2 separate regions of the Gossypium arboreum genome follow, and region 2 is linked to region 1. Evidence: chromatin contacts called from public Hi-C data. All regions are on one chromosome and are shown on one strand. The core of a region is the stretch at or near the end of the contact, and the rest is flanking DNA. Distances in the headings are between cores, read along the strand shown.

Region 1 (2,749 bases), core at 84-2,583:
GACACTTGCTCTAAGTTCAGCCTAGCAAAAACCCAAAAGGGGTGACAAAGAATCGTTAACCAAAAGCAATTCAAGTGCATAATTCATTGGAAACTGAAATACCAATTAAATTAAAATTACAAAACAAAGAGGAAAAACGAGAAACATAATGCTCAAAGGAGAAAACAGCTTTCTTAATTCCAAAACTTCACAAGCAGCAATCATTTAAAGATAATAACACTACTAATTATGGCTTCATTAGATCGGCACTTGATATGCCCCTTGCCCTGGCCCTCTTTTCTTTCATCCCCTGTCTAGGAGCCCTACACAGATAGACAAGGGAAACAAATTTCCAGCACTTCGAAATACAAGAGAGAATTTAACAGTGTCATTAACTAGGCTCAACATCCCTGAAAATTCAGGAGACAACTTTCTCCTCTATTTCCTTTAGAAACAATCAAAACTCGGAACAGCTCATTTGAAGTCTTCCAAAACCAAATTAAATATAAATAGTAGATACTCCCGATCTAGCAAACTGTTCCCACTTCAATTACTCGAAAGTAGTTAACCCTTTCATTAGCAGCTAAATGGTGCACTAATCCCATTTTGTACCTTCCACAAATCCAATACATTTCAAAGAAATTATCAGCAAATTTGCTCAATTAAAGCGCATGAAAATAAAATATGCAGAATACCCAGATCCAAAGACACTACTACACATTCAAAGTTTCCAGCATATAACTAAACAAAAATAATTGCAAATTTCCTACCCTGCTCCTCACTCCTCAGTACTTCAGAAAAACAAAAATTGCATTTCTAATTTCTCTAACATTCCCCCAAATAAAACCACACCTAGATGCTTAAAAACTATGTAATCTTAACTTGCGGGTCCTACATTAATAGCTAAAGATCTAAAAACCCAATTCACCCATTCAAATAATACTAAAAATACGTAGTTTTACAAAATTAAAATCATTCAGAACATGAGATCCAGCCAAAAGAGGACCTTTTTACTCAACTACAACTTAAGAAAGCCAAATTCTTCAACCAAATTATTTTATTCTTTCACGATTACGAGAACCAATCACAAAATTCTATTAACAAAACCAAAATAATAATAATAAGTTTTTTTTCTTACCCGGATCTTAGCTAGAACCCCTTTCTTCTCAAGGGTTCGTGTAACTAGGGTTTTCAAATCCATCATTTCTCTCGTGTAATCATCCATTCTCTAAATTTCCTAGAAAATTTAAGGAAACTGTTTTTTTCTTTTTCTTCTTCTGGTGACGAAGAAATGAAGTTTGTTCTGCTGCGAGAGAGAGGAAAAATGGAAGCAGCATATTATATTTTTATATAACAATCTTTTTCCTGGTGAATGTGGGATCCAGTGGAGGTAAAATGTGATCCCGGCCGTTCGATCTTGTAATCTGATGGGAGATTCCGCAGATTGTAAAGTGTGATCTTAACCGTTCATTTTCTATATCTAGCAAGATAGTCCCAACTGCATTTATGGAATTTGGGGCGAGTAAAATTCGATTAAATTCGAAAAATTGAATAAAATTTGGTTATTTTAAATTAAATGGTTAAAGTTATTTTAATCAATTTGAATAAAAAATTAAGTTTTTCGGTTTAATTCGAATATAAATTACACAATTTGAGTTATCTAAAAATTTGAATAAGAAAAGACAAAATTATCATTTTGATAAATGTTTACCTTTTCTAAAGTTAAAAGTTAAAACCATTAAATTAAAAGGCAAAATTGCGTTATTTTGGTAAATGTTTACTCATTAAGTTAAAAAGGTAAAACCATTATATTGTTTATGTAGTTAAATAATTTTATACTTCTTTTGCTAGTTAAATATATATAAATAATAGGATTCGTTAACTCGACTCGACTTGACTCGAAATTTTTTGACTTGATACTATCCGATTCGAAAAAAATTCAAATTGAGTTCGGTTGTTAGAATATGATTCGTCAACTCAACTAACTCGAAATTTTTTTGACTCAATTGACTCGACTAGATCGAATACTCACCCCTATATGGAAGCACCGTTTTTTCATTGAAACTGATATGCGATGTTTTATTCCATTGTATCGTTTTGAATTCACAAATATTTTTGCATAAAATGTTTAATATATAAAAATAGGGTAAATATTAAAATTATATATTATATAATTGTATATATGAATTTTGATTTTGATTTAATTCAATTCTCGTAAATTATTAACATAATTATTGATACAACATTATTTTTATGTTTATATATTACATACATAAATAATTGTATTTAATCAATATAAAAATAAATTGATGTATTTATTTCTTTAAATATGTAGGATTAAATCAAAATTAAAGTTTTAAATATACATTTGAATCACAATTAGAGCTTAACGTATATAATAACACCAAATTAAAATTCATGTACATACTTGCACATTAAATCAAAATTCATGTATAATTTTAAAATTTATTCATGTATAATTTTAAAATTTATCCTAAAAATATTTTAAAATATAAAATAAATTAAATCAAATAATTTCAAATATAAAAATATTAATAAATTTTATAAAATAATCATCAATAAATTTCACAAATAAAAAATTTATCCCACACATTAAAAAATAATCCACAAATTTTTGAAAAAAATCACTATCCCTTAATATATAAAATGAAAGTTCACACAAAATTGTGTTTATGAAACATTCAGAGATTTTGTCCTTTTTTTCTACTTTCAATTTTAAACTTACTACTTTTAAAATTTAAAGTTGGTA
Region 2 (2,700 bases), core at 49-2,548, 230 kb before region 1:
TACACATTCCTGCTCCAATCTTTAACAGAAAAAGTACAATTATTTAAGGAGTCACTCATATTACTTGCAAAATTCCCCTTGCATCTGAAAAAATTGGAAAAGTCATTATACTTCGTCCATCCTGCTAAAAATCTGAAAAGCCTGCCTTTAGGAGTGCAAAAATCTGGTCTAGTAAACAATAAAAGAGGCCAATGATCCGACTTGATACGGGTGAGGTGATGTACTAAACATTAGGGGAATGTAGTCAACCAAGTTTCATTTGCGAATGCCCTATCCAGTCTGACTAAAGTACCACCTCTTTGCCAAATGAAAGGGGGCCGCTATAGCCTAAGTCCTGCAACTCACATGAGTAAACAAAATTACCAAAAAAATTACAACGCTTACCAATAGTAGAAGGGCTCTTTTTATCAGCAGGAGATAAGATCGCATTAAAATCTCCCATAACAAGCCAATGGGTGAAATTATTAGGAGTGATGGATTGTAAACCTTTCCAGAGGAGGTTCCGTTTAGACCTATCTGGACTACCATACACAAAAGAAATGAGAATGGATTTATCGGGAATAAGATTATCAACACTTAAAAAAATAAATTGTGGATGGTTTTGAATGATTCTAATGTGAATAGAATCCTTCCACCCCACCCAGATACCACCTAAAAACCCCACTACTTCAACCCGATGCGAAAAATTAAATCCTAATTTCTCAATAATATCATTGGCCTTGTTGCCACTCACTCTCGGTTCAACCAAACAGACAATATCTGACTTGTGCTCCTCATTATATTCTCAAAAGGCATGAATAAAATTCCTGCTAACACATCCATGACAGTTCCATGTAAATATTTTTAGATTTAATCCCATAATCATAAAAAGAAAATTAAACAAAATAAAATATAACAATTTCCAAAATCTAATAAAATAATTAAAAAAAGGAAAATTAAAAAATAAGAAAACCAAAGAAAACCTTAAGAGCTTACTGTCCAAGGAGAAAACTCCCCTCATTTTGCTCATCCAATTCATTGGGTAACACTGAGTCTAAATTGGTATTGGAAGAGTCCGACAGAATTTCAGCAATTTGTTTCATCGACTCCTTCAGAGACACCCGTTGTAAACCAGTGAATGTGAATCGAGTGTTATTCCCATGGAGAGCTTTGTTGCATTTCTTAGAAATTCCTTTTCTTCTAGTATCGAATCCATTTCCTGAACCGGAGGTACTCACCGGAATTAACCTTTTACTGCTGTTTGGATGAGTAGTAGATTTGTTAGGGTTCGAGGTTTCATGGAAAACCACCGCCGTGTGTCTTCCAGAATCAAGACTTCCCACTGCCACTCCCTATTCCTTTTTGTTACGCCTTTCTAGAACCAGAGAAACCTGAACCGATCTAGTATTGTCTGCAAGAAGAAGACCCATTTCAATGGTAGAAGGCGGTCGCTCGTCTACCATCGCAATAGGACTGCTACTGTAGCCAGCAACAACAGATTTATGTTGGGCCATAATGACAGATCCAGGCTGGTCCAAAGTAGTTTGGGCCTGAGCATCCGAGATATCTCCAAGGCCCAAAAAGCTGGTCTGCTTCTTAAAATCCGATAAGATTTCCTTAGTCCTGTTGTAATTCAAGCTGGATCCAGAGATTGGCCCACTTTCCTCATTAGTACTCGGGCCATTATTAATAAAACGGCCTACCCCCTTAACCTGACCGTTATTATTATTTTTCTTGCCTAAATCAATTCGTCCATTTTGAAAAGAGCCAACATCTTTCCTGGTATAGTTTCCATTGATTATTTCTTTCCCTTTATTACGTCTAGAATCAAACATATCACCCTTATTAACATTTTTATGGGATTCCCGATTATTAAGGATTCTAAAACGTGATCCTTCTTTTCCAGTCTCTTGATTTGCTGAAGGAGTTTGTGCATTCTCTCTAAATTTCCGCCTTGATTTTCTTTCAACGATCATCCATAGTCCGTAATTTTCAACCTTCTTCCCCGAGCTATCTCTAGTCATTTTTTGAATCTCCGGTGACTCTTCATGCGGAGTAAAATTATTTTCCCCGGTGACACCTGAATTCTTGAAAGTACAAGAGTTTTCTACGTGACCATATCTCCCACAATTAAAACAAATTGTGGATAGATACTCATATTCCACATTCTGTTTTCGGCCATTGATCAAGATTTGGGAAACCAAAGGCTTGTCCGAATCAACATAAACTGACATTCTAGCAAAGCACCCTCTAGCTCTACTATCAGTTTTCATATCGAGTTTAACCACTTTGCCAACCATCCCTCCTATCTCAGTAATAATTTTATGGTTGTATAAGTAACCTAGTAAGCCATGAAATCTGATCCACGCCTTCATAATGCTTGGATATGCCTGTGAGGGGTCAAAAGATATCGTCCAAGGCTGAACCGTCAAGTATTGTCCAAAGATGATCCAAAGGCCTTCAGAAAGAGCCATTTCACAATCCAACTTATTTTGGAATTTAACCAGAAAATATCCGTTCTCAATATCCAACATATGTAGGGTTGTTGATAGTCTTTACAGATTATATAATTTATTCTGTAAAACTGAAAAACCAATATTACGGCCAAGCAATTTTAAAATCACGGTATTCTCCATATCTTGAATTAGAAATTGGTGAATCCTATCCGAGAAAGTTATAGAAGGCACTCCATTCACAAAATATTTCTGAATGTCGCCGTCT

Evidence for each region. A called contact is a pair of places that touch in the nucleus more often than the background predicts.
Region 2: a Hi-C map of leaf shows a contact between it and region 1, with 3 times the contacts expected there. The contact joins the enhancer-like site here to the promoter of LOC108457675 in region 1. A contact is called at or near these places in 2 of 5 Hi-C or Micro-C datasets (both in leaf).

Annotation. Positions count from the first base shown.
Region 1 is chr4:35,292,996-35,295,744 of ASM2569848v2, reverse strand. It overlaps LOC108457675 (protein TONNEAU 1a-like), which reads right to left and starts at 1,333. Exons shown (of 8, transcript XM_017756746.2): 1 at 1,118-1,333; 2 at 1-21. The coding sequence starts at 1,204.
Region 2 is chr4:35,522,874-35,525,573 of ASM2569848v2, reverse strand. No RefSeq gene overlaps it. Among protein-coding and RNA genes, the nearest start is that of LOC108459098, 18 kb to the right of the region's middle. Within about 2 kb of position 1,298, at least 2 of the 2 cell types and tissues checked have an H3K27ac peak or open chromatin away from gene starts, as enhancers often do. A contact at or near this core is called in leaf, where this site is marked.